4 separate regions of the Zea mays genome follow, and all the other regions are linked to region 1. The links are chromatin contacts, called in public Hi-C maps. All regions are on one chromosome and are shown on one strand. The core of a region is the stretch at or near the end of the contact, and the rest is flanking DNA. Distances in the headings are between cores, read along the strand shown.

Region 1 (6,578 bases), core at 2,765-5,264:
CCTTTTCTAAATATGGTATTTCTAAATTTCACTCTCTAAATCATTATTTAGAGAGTTGTTTGTATATAAAAAATGCTTTCTATCTGTTTTCACTATCCAACAGGTTTTACGCATCTTGTATTACACTGTAGAGAGATATTTTCACTATATATCTTTAGATAACGAGAAATTCAGAATAGAAAACAGTTATATTTGAATAGCTACTTAAAGAAGCTGTTGGAGTGTATTTTGTTTATCAGAATCTATATTGCTAACAATTAGAAGAAAAAAAAAGAGAGAGAGGGTCTCTTGATTGCTCTTAGACCCCATCCTGTTTGCTTGTACTCGGCAACTATTTCTCAGGCATATCAATTATCAAGGATCGAAGAGGGGAATTGGATCATTTCCAGGCAGGATCATGATCCTACATCCCACCCATGTTCAGTCTCACCTACTACGGGTACCATTCTCCTAACTTTGATTCCTTCATGTACTCTTCTCAGCAAAACACGCCGTGAATTTGGCCAATACGGTGATGTCGACGTACAATGACAGATCAAGCTAGGAAAACAAACGCCATGTGCTTGACCTTACAGTGTCAGCGTCCTCTGCAGCATATGAATAATTCTCAGAAAGAAAAAAAACCCAAGACCAACAATGATTTTTCGCTCAGGATTTCCTATCTTCGGATTTAAACCTCAAAGGGACATATTAAAGAACGCATTAAACTCACTGGACGGAGCAACCAGTTGTCCAGTTGGGCGATCCAATCAGTTGTCCCGCGCGGTTCATGTGATGGATATGTTAAATGAATGCACCGAGTAATAACAGTAGTACTACTTTCTTCTGAAACAGTTGACATTTTAAGATTTAAATTTTATTCTAAAATACTCCTTTCTAATACACTTGAAGTAGTTGTAATTCTCACCTTCTAATACACCTTTCTTTTCTTTCAATGCACATTTTTTTAATAAAACATCCCTATCTCTATTTGCCGTATAATTTCTGATAATGTACAGTTCCCAATACAAAATCTATGCATGACAAGGATAAGACCGCTCAACTGCACATCACTCATTGCGACCTTGACACATCAATGCACCTAATTTTTGCCAGCAGATCACTCCTTGCGACCTTGACACATCAATACACCAAATTAACTATTTTTTTTTCCGCCAGCGAGCTACTAGCTTGCGACAAAGTAACTTTTTTTACCTGTTTCATTGGGAACCAGAGTCCATCACATTTGCAAGTTTATCATCCATATGGCTGTATTAATACATTTCTGAAAGATATTTACCATCCATAGTTCCATATACTTGTATTATTAATACTTCTGAAAGCTGTTTTATTTGCTTCAATTCCCGTTTCATGATTAAACAAATCTGCTCTTTTGCTTCAGTGCTAACTTTTGGTTGAATAGTTTTCCGAATATGATGAGGGGTTAAGAGGCCGCTTAGATATATACAAAAGTTAACATCCGCTGCAGCTACCACCATGCCTACATACATACAAAACAATTCCACACTTGTGCTTCTCGTTTTATGCAGGCAGGAAAAGTAATCAACAAAAGAATACTACAAGGAACAATCTACCTCAACTAGTGGTCATTTTGAAGCTCCATCTGAATCAGTTTGAAGCAGCGAAGTTATCACTAGCTGCTTAAATTGAATCCGAAGATCTTACAGCTCTTTGTGATTTCGATCTCAGAGCTACGCTAGGAGATATCGCAAGCAAGCCATTGCATTGGACATCACCCGAGAACCAAGATTCAATCAATAGCTGGGGGAGTTGTTGTCATTGCTGGCATTCGAAATAGCAGATCACATCGCTTGGGTTTTAATTCAAGGATGTATCAGCCAATCATCAAGACCAGGGAACATTTCTGGTACAATCCCAGTTACCATGATGATACATGGGGAATGAGATTTGTATCTCGTGGGCTCCAGGTAAGCTGCCAGGTGATAGTTGGTTAAGCCAACCTCAAAAACATTGTATGGATTTAAAACTCCCCTCACTCTTCAAATGGACTTTTCTACTTTGTCTCAGAATCCTCGACTTTCCTGGATTTTCTCTGCCGGGGGCATTGGACTTCTCCACCTTCCTGGATTTTCTCTGCCGGGCATTGGACTTTGCCTTCATTCTCTTGAACATTATCCACTTCATCGAGGTGTTGCTCTTCCTTTTCTTGAACCTTCTCTTCTTTGTCAAGGTTTGGCTCCAGTGCATCCAACAATTTATCTGTCTTGCCTAATATTTCCTTGGAACTTTCTTGAATCCCGCTTGCATTAACTTGGATTTTCTCTACTTTGTCTTGGGCTTTCCCTGTCTCCTCTTGCTCTTCCCCTGCTTTGTGTTTGATCTTCACATCATAGCGAGAAATCCTTCCAGACTTCGGCAGTGCCTCTGATCCAACAACTCTTACCGTCTGGTTCCTCCTTAGGAGCAACACTGCATCCTTTTCGATGAGCTCACCATTAGCACGCACTGTTCTTGCTCTGGTAATGCCGAATCTTTGGCCGGCAACACCATCGATCCGAGCCATCAGGTCCAAGAGATTTCTCCTCTCCCGAGCCCCTGCCTCGGAAAACACTATCCCGTTCTTCAGTGGTCGGGGTGGTGACTTGTTGGATGGCACCTGATCTTCCTCCAAGGCCTCTGCATCTACATCCTCCTTTTCATCGTCGTCAAACACCAATGCTGAAGTCGACTCCCTCTCTGATTCAGCCCTGCGGCTGGCAGCACCTCGCTTGGAGATGGTCTTCTGAACATCAACAACCGCACAAGGGTTCCCTACCACGGCAAGCCCGTCGGCGAGCCCGTTCCACACCTTGGCCGACACGGCTTTGCTGAGAAGCACGAGACGCTGGACGATGTCGGCCATGGACGGGCGCCGCTCCCTGCAGGAGCGCACACAGCTGGCGGCCAGCGCGGCAAGGTCCTTGCGGGTGACCGGGTCTCGTGGCGGCGCCACACGCGGGTCGAACAGCGAGGCGACCTTGCCTTTCCGTAAGAGCGGGACGGCCCACTCGACGACGGACGGCGGCGAGTGCTGGACGTCGATGGCCTTGCGGCCGCTCATGATCTCGAGCAGCAGGATCCCGAAGCTGAAGACGTCTGTCTTGGTGCTGAGGCTCTCGGGCGTGACGTAGGCCGGGTCGAGGTAGCCGAGCGTGCCGGCGGGCGGCGGCGTGGGGGCGGCGGCGGCGGCGGCATTGGCGCCGGCGGTGGCCTTGGGCACGCGGAGGGCGAGGCCGAAGTCGCCGAGGCGCGCGCCGAGGTTGGCGTCGAGCAGGACGTTGGCGGACTTGACGTCGCGGTGGATGACGGGCGGGTCGGCGTCGTGGAGCGCGCGCAGGGCCCTGGCCGTCTGGAGCGCGAGGCGCAGGCGGCGCGGCCAGCCCGGCGGGCGCGGGTTGGAGTGGAGCAGGTCGTAGAGCGTGCCGTTGGGCATGTACTCGACGACGAGCAGGCGCGGGGCGGGGCCGGGGTCAGAGAAGCCGAGGAGGTTGACGAGCCGCGGGCCCCGGACGGAGGAGAGGATGCGGATCTCGTTGTCCACCTCGGGGCGGCGCGGGGAGGGGCGCTTGACGGCGACGGCGCGGCCCGAGGGGAGCACGGCCTTGTAGACGGCCCCGTGGCTGCCCCGGCCCAGCAGCGCCGCGTCCGCGAAGTGGGACGTGGCCGCCTCCAGCTCCGCGTAGTCGAAGCGCTCGATGGCCGCCTGCGCCGGCGGCAGCGGGGGCCTGGACGAGCCGCCCCCCGACCCCGACCCCGAGCGGCGCGAGAGTGGGAGCGGCGAGATGGCCGTGATGGAGCGGCACGTCGCCACGGACGAGTCCGCGCGGCAGGAGAGGTAGCCCATTTGGCACCGCTAGAGTTTAGGTCGCAGCAGGGGCTGACCCGAGACCGAGAGGCGAGAACCGTCGCTGCCGCGGCCGGGTGGGTCGGAGAAAGTGGGGGGAAGGGGGAAGACCGAAAGAGAGAAAGGGGATCCGAATAGGCAGCGCGGGCCGTGGGAAGTGGGAAGTGGGAACTGGGAAGGGATGTGCCTCTCGGCCTCTCAGCTGGCTGCTTTTTTTTTCCAGATGTATGTCATTACACGAAAATCGAGTATTATAGTGAGACCATTATTCAATCAAAATATTTGATCTATACCATTATCTGCATTCGTATTTACAGGGCTAGTTTGAGAAAATAAAAATATCCTTATTGACTTCTTTCTACCTTCCGTCCTTATCGTAGGGCAGTACTGATTTACTCTAATCTTCTTCTCTCTTCACGACCACAGCTGCGGCCTCGGTCTTGAGCGCTAGCGCAGAGTCTAGAATGAGTGTATTTTTAGTCTGAAATGAATTATAGTTGAAAATGAGTGTATTTTTAGTCTAAAATGAGTGTTTTTTTTCCTTTTTCCGGTGGTCGTTTGGTGCGGGGTCCTGCCTGCCCCATGGAGTGGGGTTTTTGCGTGGTTTGGAAGCGGGACGGCGACCGGATTTTTATCCACCCAACAAATTAGAGCCCTTTTCGTGTCCACGGAGGACGTCAATGCAGCAATGCAATTTTAAGGCCTTGTTTGGAATTGTAATATTACTGTGATATTTGATGATACTATAGTATTAAAGCTCAAAAGGTGTTTGGTTTATATAGTCAAAACTCAGTTTTAAATATTATGGTTCACCCAAAACTGTAGTATTTTTGGAGTTTTCGAAACTCCACTCAGGACCTCGGTTTTCTTCTCTTCTCTCTGCATATACTTTGTTTTTCCAATATAACCAAACAGATCTCGGTTTTGAGCAATACTGTAGTTTTACTGTGGTAAAGCAATACTGTAGTATTTATGTCATGTACAAGTAAATTATGGTATGTCAAAACTACAGTATTTCAAAATTGTATTTCTAAACAGGTCCTAACTGTTTTGTCTTGTCTTGTAGGAGTAGACGCTAGTAGTATTTTTGTTGTGAATCCGATCGTGATCTCAGTGCCGGGACGCATACGGCAGGGACGACTGGCGGAGCAATCCAGATATTAATCTCCCAAGAAATATATATTCCGCCAGGTAGCTAGTACTAATCAGAACAGAAGAAATAAAGTTCAGGTTGTTTCAGGCCAATGCCAACACCCATAGTGTCTTGTTGTGAGTGGGGAAGTGATTGCCAGAGGAATCTCTCTGTACAGCTAATCTGATCTGCGAATCCTTTATCATTAGTATCTTCTTGCCATTAAAAAAAAACCATTGTACTGAATTTGGCTGCAGAAGAACAGATGATGACATTGAGATCAGCATCAGATGATGCAAGTTTTCTAAAGTGGCTGACGTCCTTACCTTGAAATAGAGAAAAAAAACAATTAAGCAACGCGGCCTGCAGCTTCTGTTGAGAAATCCAAGGCTTCCATGCTGCTGTGAGCAAGAGCGTAGGAGATTATATAAAGAACAGTACGTTTCCGCACTGAGCTGGTCAAAACCGTTGCGAATTCTACAGCTCGCTCATCAGACAATATAGTAGTACTCTGTCTGTGGGTAGTTTTCATATTACGATCACACGGAGACCAAAACACCCTGCTGAACGGGGTGTTTGGCCGCCGATCTAGTCAACCTTTTACGTTAGCAATGAATTATGGCCAGCGTTTTGGTCATCTTCTTGTACTGCCTCCGTGACCGTGAGACGGCAGCCGTTGGAAGCACCATGATCTGCAGCTGCAAGCCGGCTGCGTCAAGTGCCCTGATTGTCCATTAATGAGAGGAATCAAGAAAAAAAAAGTTAGGTAAGACTGTAACAAGTTTGGCAGCTAACGAAACATCTTAATCCGTTGTCCGTAATGACCTGATCACTGATCCCTATTCAGAGCACCACTTGGCATCCGAGCTCCACATCGATTTATATCTAGTAGTATATGAGCTAACTTGACGACAAGAGATATGTCTGTACTCTGTAGTGCGCGCGCGCGGCCGGCCTTGCACAGTTGCACCACTTAGAGCCAAAAAAAAAAAAAGAAAAATGGAAGGGGAAAAAGACACCAGAGGACTGGGAGTGTTTTTTTAAATTGAAAGACCAGTGCGGTACAGTGAAGACGAGAGTATTTTGGCTGTCCATACTGGCTTCACCTGGGAGATGGTGGTGAGCTGTTGAAGCATCGCCAATTAACGCACGCGCTAGGCTAGCTCTCATTAACTCTGTCCAACATCCACCAATAATACGTGCTCGCTCGTGCTGCTGTCTGCAGCTAGTACGTCTATACCATTGCCGACCGTAGGCAAGCAAACGCATTCCCTCCTGCTGCCGTCTCTCATGCGTCGGCAAAAGTCAAGAGTTTCCGATCGCACAGCTTTGACAAACACACAGAGCTCCCTCGCGTCCCATTGTTGAAACTGAAACCCTCACTTCACACTTCAGCACATAGCTAGCTAGCCTTTCAGCTCGCAAAAGCGCGCGGCTGTGCCGGCAGCCCGGCAGCCGCCACCCGCAAGTGCCGGCTCCTCGCCCGTTCCTGCCTTTCCTTCGTGGCGCGCGCGTGGCTTTTGAGACGGAGCGCCTGCTTGTCTGTCCCTCAAAAGGCAGCCGCAGCCGTGAACGGCGCGGCGTGCACTACACTAGCTAGCC
Region 2 (6,578 bases), core at 1,581-4,080, 460 kb after region 1:
CCTGCCAGGGGAATGGATAGGCACGTCGCCTGCGGAATGGACTGGTCGCCGTCTGCCCGCGGAATGGATAGGTCTCATTAAATGCGGAGGCGACACATCGCCTGCCAGTGGAATGGACAGTGCTCAATAAATGCGAGGCGGCACATTGCCTGCCAGTGGAATGGACAGGCGGCGCGCCTTGTCCGCAATAAATGCAGAGCCCGCGCAGCCCAGAGGCCTTACGTCACGTGCACAGTGCCACATGGCAGCATCGGGGCTCTGCCTGAGCGGGGAGCAGAAGCGTATACGGTATGATCCGAACACGTGTCGGCTCCGGACCCCCGCCTGGCCTTGATTAAGGCCTGGGTATTCTTTGTCCTAGAATCCCGGGACCCTGCTGTGAGTGGCCCGGACCCCACACAAAGGGGTCCGGAACCCACCCTGCCGTCAGCCAGATCTGATGAGGCCAAAGCTACCAAAGTTAGATTCAAAATCGAACTACTCCCTAAATATGAGCAACTGTTGGAGACTAAGTTATTTTGTACTTCTGATAGCTATTATAGACTGTCTCCAGCAACGTCCTCTATATCAATCCTCTATATCTGTTCTTTACAGTTTTCTCTAAAAGATTTCATCCCCTATATCTCATTCCTCTCAAACAACGTACTCTAAATCATGTATTCTATATGTAAATACCTATATTAGAGAAATTTTTATTTTTTAGTTTTTGTACATACGTATTTGTCATACTTTCAAATGTATATATTTTAGTTTTGCTAAACCGGTTGTTTAAAGCATTCAAATGGATAGATGACCGTTTAGAGAAACTCTATATATAGATGATCCAGCAGTGTTTTCTAAATTTAGAGGATCATTTAGAAGACGCTGCTGGAGGGAGTAGATGACAACTTCATCCTCTAAATTTAGGGTACATGACCATGTAGAAGTCCTTGTTGGAGCTAGTCTTAGCAACTTACTAAATATGATTTTAGCAAGCTCTTTTTTAGAGAACTATTAGAGTAGCTCTGAAGTGTAGTATATTTGAGATACTTAAGAGGGTGTCATATAGTTTTTTGACTAAATTTTATAAAATAAGGCACTGTTAGACTAGTTTTGTCTGCGTAAAGTCTTATATCTTAATTTGAAGCACCAGTTTAAGACGTTGTTGGAGATGCCCTAATATAGAGGTACTCGTCAGATATATTTGGTACTTGCTGCTGCTGCAGTATTAAGTACTTGTACTACTGGATAATTCCATGTCGAGACCGTGCATTGTGACCGTTGGGCGTATCACGAGAAACTTGCGTATGTAGAGTGTGGCACACGTTGCTCTCGCGTGCGTCAGCCGTGTGTGAGTGTGTCCTACGGTGACTCGGAATCTTGCTATCCGTTAGTCCGGTCAGTGATTCCCTCTGATTTGATGCACCAGCGTCTCGTGTCCACTTCATGATCTGGATCTCACCACATCAGGATTATTCGAGTCTACTCTCTAGCGACATCGTGTACAGCGGATGACATCAGCCATCTAGTAGAGCGTTGAGGTGCCACATACTATTTTGTGTGGCATGCAAAGAAGAGAGAAATATGAGACACAATGGTGCCATCTACAGAGTTTTCAAGAGACATCAATCCCTTATGAGCAGGGGTGAATCCATAACCGCAGCTGCAACCCCGGTCCACTAGCGCTTAACATCTTATAGTAATTTTAGTATATTCATAAGAAGAAAATTCCATAGTTACAAGATTCAATGGACTACAGGCTCATCATGTTATCACCCATGTTGCTATATGCATGACACACAACAACCCACACACATTTACAATTCACGTGTTCTCTCCTTGGCAGTTCCGTTCATTTGCATCGCGTCCATCTCCAACCTCCCAATCCATAATTTAGCCTCTTCTTTGGTACGTTTCTCTCTTAAAATCTCACGGTCTTTGCTTTTCGTCGCTCATCTACACTTGTGCATGAGTAATAAGGGCGATTTTTAATTATTCTTTCTTAAAATCTGATGGATTATATCTTATTATTTGGTTGTACTTATATTCATCCTAATCTGCATGCGTCGGTATGGACGGGATGCAAATTCCACCTTATTTCACCCTAACGTATGTGAATTGAGTTATATATAACCGCAACCAAACAAAGCTCTTATCGACTTTGCTAGTAGATAAATCTTTCAAAGGTGAAACGAACATTTTTTCCATTGGTTTCAGGGCTCCTTTAAAATAAAGGAATTCTTTGAATCCTATGTTTTTCATGTGTTTTAAACTAATTTCTATACCATTTCTATAAAATTCATGTGTTTTAAAGAGCCATGGCGTCGCATTGTGAAGTTAACTGCTGCTCTTAATTGAAGAAAAACACGCTATAGTACAAACTGTTGCACTGTCACTGTGTCTTACGCTTTGTCTAGTACGGCATGCCGCAGACGTGGATACCTCGACACGACAACAAGGCGGCATCCCCCTCCTCCCTCTGAACTCAAGTCGAGGCAGCAGAAGCTATCTCGAGAAGCGCACCCGTTGCCGTTCGAGGAAACGACGACGGGCCAATCCGATCCCCCGTTCCCATGTCACTTCACTTCCGGGCCCAAACAAACCCACCTGCCCAGAGACGCACACCGTCCTGCGCTTCCCCCATTCCCGTCCCATCCATCGCGAGGGCAACCCATCAATGCCGCGTCCTCGGATTCCCCTGCGCCCCCGTCCGCCTGTCTCCCCTGTGCCAGCCCACTGGGCTCCACGCGTCCCTATCGCCTATCGCCCCGACCCCGCGGCCCCACCCCCACCCTGCTTCTTCCACACCATTTCAAATCCCACCACCACCCACGCTGCCCCCAAACGGTCACCCGTTCTACGCTTGGCTTGGCTGCGCTGCGCTGCGCACACCGAACCCCTCGCCGTCGCGGCTCGCCTCGGCTCCGCCCCGACCGACCGATCGATCCGGCCGGCGGTGGGCGCCATGGCCTCCCCCAACCCCGAGGCCGCGGGGCTGCAGGCCGTGGCTGTGGCGGGGGCAGGGGAGGGCGGCTCGTCCTCGTCGCTCAGCGCCGTTGCGGGAGCGGCTGCGTTGTCCGGGGAGCTGGTGCCCAGGAGGGCGTTGGCGCTGCGCAAGGAGCGCGTGTGCACGGCCAAGGAGCGCATCAGCCGCATGCCTCCCTGTGCGGCGGGGAAGCGGAGCTCCATCTACCGCGGGGTCACCCGGTACGCGCCGCACGGTCCCTGCCCTGCCCCACCTCCCGACCTCCGTGCTACTTGTTGCCGCCTGCCCGAGAGCTTAGGCCCTCGCGCAATCTTATGTGCGGCGCGCGCTTCGATCGGATGGCTCCTTGGCTGAATCTCCTTTGCTAAGAGCTTATCAGTTATCACGTTGTTTCGGCCATTCGGGCTCTACTATGTGCGCGCAGTTCCACTACCCTGTAGCCTGTAGGTCGAACGGTTGCGGTACAGAGTTAAGTGAGAAAAACTCTCTTGAGTCTTAACAGCGTTGACCTTCCGATCTCAGTAGGTATCCTAGTCATGAATAATTTTTTTGCAACTACTTAAATTCTAAAAAAATCAGACAACTATTGGCATACCGGATTTTAGCTTGGTAGTGGATCGATGCTGTTTTATTCAGTAATTCACTGTTCATGGTCTCATACTCCACAGTCGTTGTTGCATGGGTACATAGCCGATGCAATACAGTTCTGAATTATTCTGAAGTAATTTCGGTCCAGCAAATGAATCGAAATGATTTAGCTGTGTTTTTTTTGCCGCTACCAGCAATTTTAGCAGCCAATTTCCTCTACGAACATTTGTTTCATGAGTTCATGACTTTGTTATACTATTTTTAACCTTTTCTTCATTACCTTACATGTTTGTATATATTGATATAGAACTGACTTTGGCCCATCAATAGGCATAGGTGGACAGGTCGATATGAGGCTCACCTTTGGGACAAAAGCACGTGGAATCAGAATCAGAACAAAAAGGGCAAACAGGGTATGCCTGTCTCTCTAATACACAGTAGCTGCAATTGTATGTGTTCTTGGATTCCTAAATAGATTGCAACTGTCAGATGGGCAAACTTGTCCACTACAGCCTCATTAGATTGAGTAGATAGTTTGGTTTGCTTGTGTAGACATCAGGCTTTCATAAAGTAATGTGAATTAGTAACTTCTCGCTCATGTGATGTATATAATTTAGCTTCGGTTGCATGTACCACGTACTCAGACTTTTGATACTGTGCCACTGATATCTACTTAAATACTCCCTTTGTTGTGCAATGTTGTCTGGTCTGGATACCTAGGTGGTATAGTGTTTGATTGAGATTACATGGAATTATGATGGTTCTCGCCTAGGTACAATCTGATTTTGTGAAAAAACCGTCAGTTGTTGAGCCTCTAAGATATGTGGGCCAGACAAACTTTGTGAAACATATTTATAATATTGTGATTTTGCTTTTGTATAAATATATACCCTGACAGAAATTAATGGTCAAAGCTACATGTCCAAATTGACATTTCTTTTGGTGACTGGAGGAATCTTCTTCAACCTAAGACTGTGTCCAACAAGGACCGCTAAAGCATCCTCTCCGGTAAATTTAGAGTACATAGTACTCCTCTATGCGCCCAACAATAAACGCTATAGCATACTCTAAAATTTAGAGTTTGTTGTCTACACGCTAAATGTGGAGAAGTCTGGTTCATCCGCTATCCTGCGACCTGCTTGCATGTGGGGAGTTCTCGCGTGCATTTTGCCTCCAAAGCCAGCAACGGTATTTGAAAAACATAGTTTTGCAACTTGTTTTTACCTTTTCTACACTAATTACGAAACAAAATACTTGGTTAACGACATCGATTTCCCCTTGTGTATACACGACATTTTTTATTCAACCATTGTTTTTAGATTACTATTTCTAAAATTATAGAATACAATTTTTTTAGCATCCTTTGAATACCATAAAATGGGTACAAAACAAAGAAAACAGAAAAAGAAATAGAAAAAGGAATTCTGTTAACACTGTAGCTTTAGGGGACCGAATTTAGGGGACGTTGCTGGAGACATAGAAGATATAGAGGACAGAATCTTTTAGAGTGTGCTGTAAAGGACAGAGAATATTCCTTTAGGGGACCAAATTTAGGGGATGCTGCTGGAGACAGCCTAACACTTGACACTCAAACATGCTTTCCACCTTTCCCACCGTGCTGTGAACCAGTTGGGCTATCACAAAATAATGATTGTTCTTGCATTATGCCATAATCACTGCAATACATGGATGAAAGTAAAGATCTATGCCTGCTACAGTTTCCTCTGATCTATTTTATATCTCTGGGAGATGAATAACTGTATTTAGTCAACAACATTGTTTTCTTTGTGATGTTTATTTCTTCATAGCTATCTATCATTGATCTGATCTGATTGAATTGTTTCTTTTGCATGGAAACTACATCATATAATTGCTATTGCAGTATATCTAGGTAAGTGGCATCCTGGTTTAACTTAGTTTGCTGAACTGCAATGATTTTCTTAATCATTTTCTGTTCTGTGCACAATAACATAGGTGCATATGATGATGAAGAGGCTGCAGCAAGGGCCTATGACCTTGCTGCATTAAAATACTGGGGAGCTGGAACACAAATAAATTTCCCAGTGAGTCATTTTTACTTGTGTGGTGATGCTTGTGACTCGTGTTTTAAATTGCTGTAAAAGTTCTCGCACTTGACGTGAAGATCAGCCTTCTGTTAATAGAAATTGTTTCATTCAGGAAGCATCTTGTGGAAACTTTTTTTTTTGTAAAACGACCCTTATTTATTTCTAACATTGATCAATAAGATTTTAAGATCAGCTTTCCGCTAATAGAAATTGAGGAAGCATCTTGTGGGTATCATATTTTTGGTAAAAGGAATTCTTCTCTTTGTTTCTAACATTGACCCATTGGTCTTATATGCAAAGAAATCTTGACAAAAGCTATTGAGCAACATGGTTTTCTTTTCCAAATTGGAGGTTTTGAGACTGTAACCAGATTTAAGATGTGTCTACAACATGGTTGTTGCCTTCTTTTTGTCCTTTATTTTGAATTTGACAGTGGTGCTGATATATCATGCTTGCACAAGTACCTGCTGTACTCCTTTGTATTCACATTATGAAATGATGGGCAAGAAGTTACACTTCCCAACATGTACTTCTATTCATAAATTGTATTGTTTTTTCTAGTGATGTTTGGAAATGGATGTCTGCATATCATAATTGCACAGTTGTACTTGAGTACAATGTTTTCTCTTTTTTTTGGAAGATTCAAGTCGGTGGACTGATAAGTACAATAGAAACAACAATATCTTCTGTTTAGTGTGACAAAACAAATGTATCAACATATAGAATTGCTTGAAGTGATAACTGTACGTGAGTTCCAATGTAGAGTATTATGCTATCTCTGTTCCATGCTTTATCACAGTAGTCAGTTAGAGCTGTGTTATATTTTTCAGACTTATGTTCATTATATGTTTGCTTGTTTAGGTATCTGACTATGCAAGAGACCTTGAAGAGATGCAGATGATATCCAAGGAGGATTATCTCGTGTCTCTTAGGAGGTATATTTTTGCGCATATATGTAT
Region 3 (6,578 bases), core at 1,679-4,178, 290 kb before region 1:
AGAATCTGGTTTTTAGCAGGAGCTTCTCTAGTACTACTGTCCTATGTCGTCATGGGATGGACGCACGTCGACGTGAAGTGACTCCACGTGTCCTTTTGACTAGTCCCACTTGTGCTAGTGCTTCGAGATATGATATGATGAATTGCGTGAGAAAGAAAACGACACACAGACGCGGCAGAACAAGACAAAAAGATTTTGCATGATTGACCGCTGCATTTGGCTGAGCCCCCGTCGTTTCCAAGACCGACCGACCAACCAACCAAACCCGGTTACGACGCCGATGCTACGGCGGGACGGCCGCGGTCTGGCTGACCGCCCACGGGTTCGTTCCATGGATCAATGGGTGATCATACGCCGCCGAGTCGCCGGGCATGTTTAGTTCGCCTTTTTTTTCCTTCTCAAGAGCTTTTCTAAAATGCTAGATGTGAGAAGGATCTAGCCGTGAGAACAAGATAGCCGATAAGAATTTAAATGTTTAGTTCGACTGCTGACAGAGAAGTTGTTTGTTAGAATCTAGATATTTGGATAGCCAGATTCTAATATTATAGATATATATAAAAAGGGCAAACAAACTTAATAAGCATCATGTACTTATAATACCACATCATTTATCCCTTACAAGTTATTAATTTACGCACACATATAGCTACCTACGACACTAACGCATTAGTACTAAATCCCTAAAAGCACTCATGTCTAACTCATCTGACTCGGTTAGAATGACTTGTTACCTATAAGCGGTTGATCTAGGTGTTTAGAGAGTCACTCGTGACGGTATAAAACCACCTAAGAATCCCGAGAAGCTCCACACGAGTGACGAAAAAGAAATTCATTTTAATGCTAGAGCCAACAATTGATTGTATGAATCTCTTAGCGTGGAAATTTTCAATCAAGTATGTACCTTGAAAACTGCTAATGAGATTTGGCTAAAATTGCATGAGCTCCATGATGGCACATCTAATGTCCGTGAGCAAAAACATTTTCTAGTTTTAAATAAGAATAATTCCTTTGAAATGAAAGAAAATAAGCTTGTTAGAGACATGTATTCCCGCTTAAATCTTGTGATTAATGAGCTCAACTCTATTGAAATTAATAAGCTAGGTGATGTGTACATTGTGAGAAATATCCTCCCTTCTACCACAACAAAGATATGAGAGCATTATCACCATCCTTTTCAATCAATACTTGCCTTTCCCTTTCTTCAAGTGACTATAAACACAAATATTGACAAAGTGAGATCACACTTCTGATCTAGGCACAATCTCCTTCCTTTTCTTCACGTTATCTTCTTTCTTTTCCTTAGAAGCGTTGTTGGTCCGTGTCGATTCCTTGCTGGCATTTACGACCTACATTGCAGTGGCCACACATCAAAACATTAAAATCAAAAATCACAAAAAAAAGAAGAGAACATACATGCAAAATCAAATCATACTTCGTTAGAGGACTGCTTTGTTGGTGTTGCCATATGACTGCTGTGTTAGAGAACTGAGTACATGTCTAGATAAAAATTTCTCCTCCTAGGACTGCTCATTATTGTGTCATAAAACAAAAAGGTTAATGTTTTGGTATTTTCTATTTTGCACCTAATGATTAATGAACAACATAAGTAAAGAACAACACTGCACACAGCCCACAGTCACCTAACAATTAATGAATAACATAAGCAAAGAATACAACACTGGCACTCACCTTAGTTTTCCTCTTCGGTCTTCAGTACTGTAGGGGCGCAGGGCACGACGAGGTCGGCCATCGACGGTAGGGGCACAGGGCGACGAAGGATGCGCGATGGCGGAGGCCGACTAGTGGCGAGCGGTGGCCGCTGGTGGCTAGTAGTGAGCGATGGTCGACGAGTGGCGACCCGCTGGTGGCCGACTCGTGGCGAGAGGTTGCCTCTTGGTGGTGGCTTGGTAGTCCGCACTCGAGAGGTGGCGGCACGGCGAGCGAAGATAGGGTATGGTTTGATGCGCATTCGTGACTCCGTGCGTGAGCGTGAAGCCGCCGTGAAGGAGATAACTCCGACAAGGACAACTGTTGAGAGCCTGAGATGAGACCGATAGGTCCGTGAGCTGCGTACATCTGTGTGAGGCTAAGGCCTGAGGGCCTAAGGTCGTGAGCCTGTGATGTGTGTGATAGGCTAAACTTAGGACCAGTGGGCGTGGCCCATATGTTTATGGTTTAAACCGAATAAAAAAAATCCAAACTCTGAAATTAAGTACGATTTACATAGATTGGTAACCGAAATTTAGTTCGGTTTTTTTCGGATGAGTTTTTTTTTGTTTTTATGTCCAGTCCTACAATAAATGTCTAATAAAATAGTTGTTGATACTAACAAAAGTCAAATCAGAATGTCACTGGGAAGAAAATGGTTCTGGCTCTATACAACAGATACAGAGAGAGAGAACATCTTTTGTCGTACGTTTTTTTGTACGACTCCACCGGCTCTGGGACCGTACGTTCAGAACTTCCGATAGGAATCAAGAAACAGAAGAGAAGTCAGACGGCCAAGCCACCCGCTGCACGTGCCTGATGACATGCCCGTGTCGAGCTCGAGGGTGGAGGGCTGGAGACAAGTTGGGGTTCCAATCCCGGTGTGTGTGCTGGATCCACGCGCCGCCGCATAATCTCCAGCTAGCCTCCGCGTCCCAGCCGCAAAACCAGGTGCTTGCCCGCGCGCTCCGTGGCACGCCTGGCATGGGCATGGCAGCCCTATCCGTGCCGGGGCCCGGGGATCGACGAGTCGACTCGTTCGTCTTCATCCGACGCGCGGCGCGAGAGGGACGCGCAAACCGCGGAGCTGGCGAGCCCAAACCGCGGAGCTGTGGCTCCCCTCCCGAAAGTTTGGCGGTGCGTGCGACCCCAACGGAAACAACTAACCGCGGCCGGTTCACGCGGCCCGCCTAAATCCCGCTCTCCTCCCTCGCCCCTCCCTCTCTCTCCTCATCCACCACCAGTGCCTCCACGAATCTTCAACAGGCAAAGCCAATCAATAATCACCAGCCACATCAATCCATTCCCTTTCCTCTCCCGCTCCACTTCCATGGGCAAGGTTCGGTCCTTCTTCTCGCGCTCCCGCAGCGGCAAGCGCGGCAGCGCCCGGAGAGCAGGCTCGTCCTCGCCGCACTCCTCCGCGGCCAGCGCGCCGCCGTCCCCGTCCCCACTCCCGAGGAGGTCACCGTCGTCGTCGTCAACCACAACCAGGGACGAGACGGAGCGCGTGTTCCGCAAGTTCGACGCGAACGGCGACGGGCAGATCTCGCGGTCCGAGCTGGCGGCGCTGTTCGAGGGCGTGGGCCACGCCGTGACCGACGACGAGGTGTCGCGCATGATGGAGGAGGCGGACGCGGACGGCGACGGCTGCATCAGCCTGCCCGAGTTCGCCGCGCTCATGGAGTCCGCGTCCGCCGACGCCGCCGCCGTCGAGGAGGACCTGCGCCACGCCTTCATGGTCTTCGACGCCGACGGCAACGGCCTCATCACGCCCGCCGAGCTCGCGCGCGTCCTGCGCGGCCTCGGGGAGTCCGCCACCGTCGCCCAGTGCCGCCGCATGATCCAGGGCGTCGACCGCAACGGCGACGGCCTCGTCTCCTTCGACGAGTTCAAGCTCATGATGGCCGCGGGCGGCGGCGGCGGATTCGGCAGGATCGGTGCCTAGGAACAAGGATCCTGTGCCTGTCCTGCTCTGCCTCTGCCCCGCTCCGCTCCGCTCCCACAAATTGGATTTCTTTCATTTTATTATGTATGTACATATACTACACTGGAATCACACGGACAGCGCCACGTAAAAAAGCCCCCTTTTTCATTTGGTTTTTGTGTACTATACAATGCAAATCTGCATCCATTGTACTGCTATGGATGTTCAATGGAATTGTTTCGGCTTTCATCAATTGCAGTCTGCTAGTAGTTCGGAGTTTGCGTCTCATTGTTATTTGGGGTTCTCTTAATTTGGCACAAGTGCGTTCATACCACAAACACAAGGGGCTGACAACGATGCTGATCGTTGGTAGCTAAAACTCAGGCAAACCAAGTTTTTTTTTTTGTCTCTGTTTGGTTTCTTGCCGAAATTTGCTAATACCTCGTATTTAGCTTGTTAGTAAATATTTTTTGTCAAAAATTTGGTTGCTAAATCTTTGATTTGGAAGTCAACCTAGCAGGCCCAACATTCCCATGTGTGTTGGATTTGGGAAGCCTAACGCTAAGATAGATTTCTAGTCTGACCAGCACAAGCGCCCTACCAAACAGCCTTGAAAGACAGTCTTCTCCTTGCCTCCTTTTTTTATACTCGGTTCAGTTCAGACGACCAAAAATATAATCCATATAGACAAAAAAGCTTGGATTAAAACATCGTAGAAATAGTAGAAGCCGGCTGTTTTAGTAGAAGCCGGCTGTTTAGATTGTTATAACTGCAGTTTATAGGTACAAAAACATTGTATAAGTAGTTAAAGCTGGTATGAATTAAAGCCAAGCGAACATGATTATAGCGAATTTCGTGTGAAGTTGTGAACTACTACACTGATGACGTATTAGGGTTGGGTTGTGGTTATGAAAAAAAGTTGTTGTGGACCGTGAATTATAAAAAAAGTTGTTATATGTTGTAATCTATTAAAAAACTAAAAACCGTTGGATAGAAATCACTAAAAGTCGCTAAAGTTTCTTCTGAGAAAGTCGACTTTTATTAGTAAAAACTGTTTCATGATTGTAGTTCTAGCCTTTTGGTTTGACGTTTTTAATTTAGTGGGCAAAAACCAAACCAAACACACTTTTAGCGCATGCCGTGGTTTTGAGGAAAGCAGTGGTAATATGAGATATACATTCAGTAGAGAGAACGAAAGCTACAGCAAGGGTTGTTCATTGTGATCGATACCACTCTATGTGCAAGCGCCGTGGCTTTGACAAAAGCAGTGACAACAGGAAAGCACGACAACGACTCGTCTTGGGTTCTCGGGTGTTCCTAGTTTCTCTGAAAACAACACCCTAACAAGGACATGGTTTAAGTTTAAAAAAAAAGGACTAGTAATTATAGCCCAAACTTGCTTTCTCCCGTGAAGGCCAAAAAACAAGAAAAAAATGGTTGTGTAATTAAGATTCCCGTGCAATCGAACTATCAATATCATAACTATTTTTACAAAAAAATATAAATATAGTTCATTATTTATGTTACCAACGTATCAAGTTTTAATTTAACTTATGTCAAGAGATATAAAAAATTTCTATTATATTCTTTTTTATACTCCCTCCATTTTAAAATAGTAGTTGTTTTATCTCTATATTTTTTCATATTCATATAGATGATTATATATATATAACACATACATTAATTATTTTATCAATCTAGTAAAAAGTTAAAACGAATTTTAATTTGAGATAGAGGGAGTATCTCTTGATATACGATGAATTAAAACTTAATTAGATTAGATATATTGGTAAGTAACTAATGGGGCATATCTATAGTTTTAAGAATTTTATTATGATTGTACGATGATTATAAGGAAGTTTTAAGTGTCTACTATAGTGTTTTGTCAAAAACATATTAATGGATGTTTGGTTTCTAGGGACTAATTTTTAGTCCCTACATTTTATTCCGTTTTAGTTTCAAAACTACTAAATATAGAAACTAAAACTCTATTTTAGTTTCTATATTTGTTAATTTATAAACTAAAATGGAATAAAATGAAAAGACTAAACATTAGTCCCTAAAAACCAAACACCCTTTAAACTTGTTTTATTCTGTGAAGACTTAAAGACATGAAATTTCCAAAGTTGGAATAAACTGAGATCTCAACAAGGACGCGCCGCCAACAACACAAATTAGTGCATTATATACTCCCCTATTACTTAAACATTTCCAAAGTTGATTACAACTGAGCGGTGACAGTGCGATGACGAGGACGTCGACTCGAGAATACTCAACAAAGCGGATAGAATTGATCAAACTTTTCATACTAAGCTAAGGAATTTTAGAAGGCAAAAACAGTTTTTTCAGTTAGTAGCTGTATAAATTTAATAGTTATTATGTTGTTACTTTCTATTAATCAACTAATCACCATTAACTATATTAATAATAGCGCTTGATTAGAAAATAATGTTAGAACATATATGTTTTTGTTTGTTCTTTTTAAAGCTGTTCTTAAGATTTGTAGAAAAGGGGAGTAATATCATATTCGTGCCAGAATCTAGGATACATGATTTCATTGTCTTATACAGAGAGATCACGTCGTTTCTAAGACTGTTAGGCCAAGAAATCAAAACACCATCTGTCGTCAGATCAGGAACACTATCAAATCACAATCTACACCATGTGGCTGAATAGCAATCAGATCATGCGGCAAGAACAGGCATGACCACAAGGCAGATCTGTCCTATGCAGTGAGCACGGGAAACTCATGTTTCCGGCCCGGACGGCCAGTTGCTAGTGGATGCACAGCGTGACTTGCTACAGCAATAATCAGGCGCGCATCGTGTCCTTGTTGGAGTGTCTAGGAGCATCCCTCTCCTTGCAGATAATGACCGTAAATTGGTCATCTGCCGATAAAATCGATGTCTAAACAGCGATCTCGTGTAGCAATCACCGAAGCTATGCA
Region 4 (6,578 bases), core at 3,034-5,533, 300 kb after region 1:
GATGGTGACCTTTTTCTGTGCCAAATTTATGTCGATGACATAATATTTGGTTCTACTAACCAAAAGTCTTGTGAGGAGTTTAGCAGGGTGATGACTCAAAAGTTTGAGATGTTGATGATGGGCGAGTTGAACTACTTCCTTGGGTTCCAAGTGAAGCAACTCAAGGACGACACCTTCATCTCCCAAACGAAGTACACTCAATATCTTCTCAAGCGGTTTGGGATGAAGGACGCCAAGCCCGCGAAGACACCTATGGGAACCGACAGACATGTCGACCTCAACAGAGGAGGTAAGTCTGTTGATCAAAAGGTATACCGGTCTATGATAGGGTCATTACTTTATTTATGTGCTAGTAGACCGGATATTATGCTTAGCGTATGCATGTGTGCTAGATATCAATCCGACCCAAGGGAATGTCACCTTGTGGACGTTAAGCGGATTCTTAGATATTTAGTTTCTACGCCTTGTTTCGGGATCTGGTATCCAAAGGGGTCTACCTTTGACTTAATTGGATATTTAGATTCCGATTATGCTGGATGCAAGGTTGATAGGAAGAGTACATTAGGGACGTGCCAATTCCTAGGAAGGTCCCTGGTGTCTTGGAGTTCAAAGAAACAAACCTCCGTTGCTCTATCCACCGCTGAGGCCGAGTATGTTGCCGCAGGGCAGTGTTGCGCGCAACTACTTTGGATGAGGCAAACCCTCCGGGACTTTGGCTACAATTTGAGCAAAGTCCCACTCCTATGTGGCAATGAGAGTGCAATCCGCATGGCGGATAATCCCGTTGAACACAGCCACACTAAGCACATAGACATCTGGCATCACTTTCTGAGAGACCACCAGCAAAAGGGAGATATCGAGGTGTTCCATATTAGCACCGAGAACCAGCTAGCCGATATCTTTACCAAGCCATTAGATGAGAAAACCTTTTGTAGGCTACGTAGTGAGCTAAATGTCTTAGATTCGCGTAACTTGGATTGATCTATAACATACATGTGTTTTATGCCTTTGATCACGTTACATTATGCATTTCTGTGATTTGTTGCTTATTTGTGGTGCTCAAGTTATGCAAGGGATCCCCGGACCTCACAAGTCCATGTGTGAATGATGCACACATTTAGGGGGAGAAGTGCTACAACTTGACCCTTTGAGACTAACCTTTTTGTTTGAGTTACTTGATGTAGTCTCAAAGGTGAATTGAAATGGAAAGGTGAACTTGGACCATGCAAAGACTTCTACTGCACTCTGGTATTAGTGTATTCACCTCCAAGTTCATTCTTATGCTCTTATTGCCTTTTGCTCTTAATTGACATTTTTGGTGAGGCAATGGGGTTAAAGGCCAAGGATGATCCCGTTTTGGTTCTTAATGCCAAAGGGAGAGAAATTAAGGCCAAAGCAAATGGATCAGCTACCACTTGTGAATTTTGAAACAGTAGAGTTAGAATTTTTGATTTGTCACAATACTCTATAAATGCAAAATTTGGTCTCTTGTGGGGAGAATTTATGATTATGGGAAAAAGGGGGAGTTTTTGGATCTTGATCAGTTTCACTCATGAATATCTCTCTTTATGCCCAAACAAGTGAGTTTGACTTAGAGATAGGAAAATGAATTTGATTTGCAAAAACAAACCAAGTGGTGGCGAAGAATGATCCAAATATGCCAAATTAGAGTAAAAAACAATTTGGTCCTTATTTGCATCGATGTTGCACTTATTTTTGTTGCTTTTTGATGTGTTGGCATAAATCACCAAAAAAGGGGAGATTAAAAGAGAAATGTGCCTTTGGGCCATTTCTATAATGTTTTGGTGATTAAGTGTCCAACACATATTAAGTGAGTTGATTATGTGCCAAACAAGCAAGAAGTGCAAATCATGTAACAAGGTACGTTTCTAGTCTTAGTACATTGTTTTGAGTACTAACATATATTGTCTAAGTGCTAGAAACAGAGAAAAGAAGAAAAGAAAAGAGATGCAAAAGACTTGGCTGGGTGCAGCCGAAGTCCTGCTCGGCTTGGCACACCGGACTGTCCGGTGCGCCAGGCTGGCTTCCGGTGAACATGCCACTATTGGGAAAAATCGGCGGCGTACGGCTATAATTCACCATACTGTCCGGTGAGCCAACGGTCGGCCGCGCAATCCGCGGGCGACGCATGGCCCGCGCCAACGGTCGGCAGGGGGCACTGGACTGTCCGGTGCGCCAACTGCCACGGATCTGCAACGGTCGTCCGCGCCAAGAAAGGAAAGAAATCGGCATCAGACCGTCTACAGTGATTGTCCGGTGGCGCACCGGATTATCCGGTGCGCCACCCGACAGAAGGCAAGGAAAGCCTTCCTTGTTGGCCTCCAACGGCTCCTAGCTGCCTTGGGACTATAAAAGGGACCCCTAGGCGCATGGAGGAGTAACCCAAGTATTCACTAAGTATTCTAAGTCTCCCACACTCCGTCCCCGCGCACTTGATCAATTGTGTTAGTGATTTGAGCTCCGTTCTAGTTGTGAACTCTGTGTGCTTCATTTTGAGCTCAAGTCTTGGCTTGTGTGCGTGTGTGTGCTGCGGATTTGTGTGTGTTGCTTCCCAACCTTACTCTTGTGCTTTCATTGTGATCTTTATTGTAAGGGCGAGAGACTCCAACTTGTGGAGATTTCTCGCAAACGGGAAAAAGAGACAAGGAAGAAAAATCGTGGTATTCAAGTTGATCATTAGATCACTTGAAAGGGGTTGAGTGCAACCCTCGTTCATTGGGACGCCACAACGTGGAAGTAAGCAAGTATTACTTGGCCGAACCACGAGATAAAAATCACGTGTCTCTTATGTGCTTTCTTTTTGATTGTCTGTGTTCGCAAGAGCTCGTTTCAAGCTACTTAGCCGTTCTAACTTTAACAACTAAGTTTTGTGGCTATTAGTGTTGAATTTTACAGGATCACCTATTCACCCCTTTCTAGGTGCTCTCAATATTGCTACAGTTTTTGTATATCATATATGTTGCATTTCCTTAAATTATATATATATATATTCAAACATGATTATATTTTTTTTTTAAATTATAGTGTATAGATATATATAATCTCTCCTTTATGTACCACAAATGGATGTGTGCCATAGTGGTAGGAGCCCTGCCGCGTTGGACGGACACGGGCGCTCACGCGTAGAGGTGGTAATGGATCACGATCCAAATGCCTCTTCACAAAAGTTAAGGCCCTTAAATAATATTAGTTCAAAAATGAATAAGAATAGAGCCCGACCCTAATCCGATTCGATCCTTAAAATTTGCAGTATAAAGTTTATAGCCCATTACCACCCCTACTCACGCGTGAGAGACACATGGCGACGCACAAAGAAAATTCTATATTAAAAGTGTAGTGATATATGAGATAATTTTCTCTCTCTCCCTCTACATGGTGGCAGCAGGGGAAAAAGTTGGAGCTCCTGCACTTTCTAAAGTTCATTGTATGTATGTGGAGTGGTGTGCCATTGAAACAACCTAAAGTCTGATTACAAAGTGAGAAAACCACATGTTATGGTCACACTACCAATGTATTACAACATAGGCCTCAGAACTATAGGAGGAATTGACGGTGGAGGCACGAGTGAAGGGGAGAGGGCGACGGGGACGCGAGGGAGGGAGAGGTTGGAGGCGACAGATTGTGGGAAAGGGAAGGGTGACATGACAAATGATAGATGATCTAGATAATATTGTTCATCATTGAATTTGAGTAAGGGTGATAGAGTTATCCAGCTATCTGAATTTGTTTGGTGGATAATCTAAATAATATAGTAGTATAGATATAGAGTAGAGTCAAGGGCCACACACAAACAGTTCGCAGTCGCAGGCTGGCAGCCACAGCCACACATGCGTCCCTCGTCGCTGCCGCTCGAACCCACACGCGAACCGCGACCACACACCTGTCCGGCTGCCTCGCGCGCATCCGCATGGCTCTCGGTCCTCGGGGCTGAGCCAAATCAGGAGCTCCGAACACCTGCGCGCGTCTCGGCCCAGCCAACTCGCCGTGTTTCTCCTTACCCGTCGCCCGCGCGGACACGACACGATCGCACACTCGTACACCCGCTCGTCCCAACTCCCAACCAAGATCAGGCAGGTGACCGGGCGTCTCGGTTGAGCCAAAATCACTGGAATCAGGGGGGAGGAGTTTTCCAGGCGCGGCGCCCGTCATCCCTGCCCCTGCGAGGCTGCGACCGCGAGCCCGCCCACGACCAGCCCTATCCGATGAACACCCAGGCCGAGATCTTTCGGCTATAACCAACCCGCGCTGCCACTTCGGCTTCTCTTTCTATCCCTCCACTCCCTCTTATCTGCTGCGCCATCCTCCCCGGCCTCCACCATGGCCACAGCCGCCGCGGCCACCGCCTCCTCCTCCCTCCTCGCGCCGGCGGCCAGCAGCACGGCGCCGGCCTCGTCAAACGCGCTGCTGTTCCCCTCCTCCGTGCCGTCGCTGCGTGCGTACCCGCGGCTCCTCCTCGCGTTCCGCCGCCCCGCCGCGGCCGCCATCGCCGACCCGCAGGGGGCCGTGCTCGAAGAGGAGGCGGAGGTCGACCAGCAGGGCCAGTACGACGACGACGACGGGTATGAGGGCGGGCGCGGCCCCGCGTTCACGGCCCCCACGCGCCCGCGCACCGGCAAGGCCGCGCTACTGCTTAAGCGCGACCGCGTACGCATATCGCCGAATACCCCACCCTCCGTATATGGTTCCTGTGGCTTGCTTGCTTGTGTACGGCCGGTGATGCTGTGCTAGTTTTGATGGTGCGCAGACGAGGTCGAAGAGGTTCCTCGAGATACAGAAGCTGAGGGAGAGCAAGAAGGACTACGACGTGCCCACCGCCATCTCGTTGATGAAGCAGATGTCCAGTGCCAAGTTTGTTGAGTCAGCGGAGGCGCACTTCCGCATGAATCTCGACCCCAAGTACAATGACCAGCAGCTCCGGGCCACGGTATTGTTTCTTCTTTTCTGGCCTTCTCTTTTTGGTTGCTTGTGCCCTGTTGCGTTCGTTAATTTGTGCTGGTCGTGGTGACCACAGGTGAATTTGCCCAAGGGAACAGGCCAGTCGGTGAAGATTGCGGTTCTCACACAAGGTGGGCGGTGATTGAAACACAACGAAATCCTGTTGAGCGATAGTTAGTACAAACTGAATTCACTGTGCTAGTGGGTCATATGTGTGATTGTTCTGTTTGACACTATTGCCTTGCCTCATGTGTGACTATGGGTTTAATCTGAAACACGCTTGTCTTTATTTTTATGCAAACATTGTGTGCTGATGACCCGATTGGTTAATTTTGTATTTTTTTTCTTCTTAAAGTACCATGGCTTCTTTCAGAGTTCAAATGCAACATATTGGATTGGACAAAGTTAATTCATCTTTGGCATCTTGGTAGAAGAATTTAACAATCAGTTTATTATGTTCATGATGTTTCTACTTCTTTGTTTTTTACAAGAAGTCACTTGGGAGTTGGGATGGTGCTATTTTTGTGCTGTCCACTTAGCAAACCCTTGTTGAATGACTGAAACTTCTCTTTCATATCCTTTGTGAAAGATAGTCATGTTTTTCTTGTCATTATCATAAAGATGGTAGCACCAGTAGTTGAAATAATCATGGTCATTATATGCATTAATAGTTATTTTCTGACCTCACAGGTGAGAAGATAGATGAAGCTAGAGCTGCCGGAGCTGATATCGTAGGTGGAGAAGATTTGATTGAACAAATAAAAGGAGGATTTATGGAGTTTGACAAATTGATTGCATCACCTGATATGATGCCTAAGGTATGAGCTATTAACAGTTCTGCCTTCATTTCAATTTACTGTTGGATACTACCACAAAATTTGAAATGAAATATTTAGTTGTGCTTACTATAGGTCCTAAGTGTCTTACCATGTAAACTGTTAATTTTTTTGTTTTCTATAGATAAAATAGATTGGCTATGCCAATCTAATTTCGGAATACAAGAATACATGTGTGAGATGTTTCATTCTTTGATAACTAATGCTAAACTAAATGTCCAAAGTTCTGTATATATTTGTTGCATTATTTGACATGTTCGTAGAAACTTTCAATGTGGGCTCCCCTTTAAATGATTATCAGCCTGAGTTATTTCTGTTTACTTTTCAGGTTGCGGGCTTAGGTAAGATTCTAGGACCAAGAGGACTGATGCCTAACCCCAAAGCTGGCACTGTTTCTTCAAATATTACTCAGGTATTGAGGAAGTCAATACAGATTTTGTTTGCCTCAGTTTTTTTATCGATATTCTAAATCGTTTGTCTTCATTGCTTAGTCTGGGCACTGTGACAAGATTTAAAACTTCATGCCCTTGTAGTATTTACTGACTTCTAGGATTCATGTACAAGTAACTTCCTACCTTTATCAGTTGCATTTACTTTCCTGTACTCCGATAATTCAAGGTTCAGGCATGGTGTTTTTATTGAACACATGTTTGTAATTTAATTGTGCATAGCAAGAGTTCAGGAAGTTGAAATAGTTGGTTTTACTGATCGCCGAGGAAACTAGATGAGACACATGTTGGAAGATATGAAGCGTTATCAGTGGTAATAATATGAGTAAACTACACT

What was found. Hi-C and Micro-C count contacts between places; a contact is called where the count stands out from the background.
Region 2: a Hi-C map of bundle sheath shows a contact between it and region 1, with 4 times the contacts expected there. The contact joins the promoter of LOC100279334 here to the promoter of LOC103630308 in region 1. A contact is called at or near these places in 2 of 25 Hi-C or Micro-C datasets (bundle sheath and ear).
Region 3: a contact with region 1 is called in a Hi-C map of tassel, with 2.0 times the contacts expected there. The contact joins the promoter of LOC100284346 here to the promoter of LOC103630308 in region 1. A contact is called at or near these places in 2 of 25 Hi-C or Micro-C datasets (bundle sheath and tassel).
Region 4: a Hi-C map of endosperm shows a contact between it and region 1, with 3 times the contacts expected there. The contact joins the promoter of LOC100283907 here to the promoter of LOC103630308 in region 1. A contact is called at or near these places in 3 of 25 Hi-C or Micro-C datasets (ear, endosperm and tassel).

What each region holds. Positions count from the first base shown.
Region 1 is chr6:153,963,611-153,970,188 of Zm-B73-REFERENCE-NAM-5.0, forward strand. LOC103630308 (serine/threonine-protein kinase-like protein At3g51990) reads right to left here and starts at 4,015. Exons shown (of 1, transcript XM_008651372.3): 1 at 1,424-4,015. The coding sequence starts at 3,844. The coding sequence ends at 2,015.
Region 2 is chr6:154,427,499-154,434,076 of Zm-B73-REFERENCE-NAM-5.0, forward strand. It overlaps LOC100279334, which reads left to right and starts at 2,831. Exons shown (of 10, transcript NM_001152355.1): 1 at 2,831-3,186; 2 at 3,884-3,966; 3 at 5,436-5,444; 4 at 5,528-5,616; 5 at 6,481-6,554. The coding sequence starts at 2,945.
Region 3 is chr6:153,674,600-153,681,177 of Zm-B73-REFERENCE-NAM-5.0, forward strand. LOC100284346 reads left to right here and starts at 2,929. Exons shown (of 1, transcript NM_001157241.2): 1 at 2,929-3,882. The coding sequence starts at 3,038. The coding sequence ends at 3,652.
Region 4 is chr6:154,262,184-154,268,761 of Zm-B73-REFERENCE-NAM-5.0, forward strand. LOC100283907 (50S ribosomal protein L1, chloroplastic-like) reads left to right here and starts at 4,284. Exons shown (of 7, transcript NM_001156805.2): 1 at 4,284-4,665; 2 at 4,766-4,945; 3 at 5,033-5,087; 4 at 5,647-5,774; 5 at 6,121-6,204. The coding sequence starts at 4,339.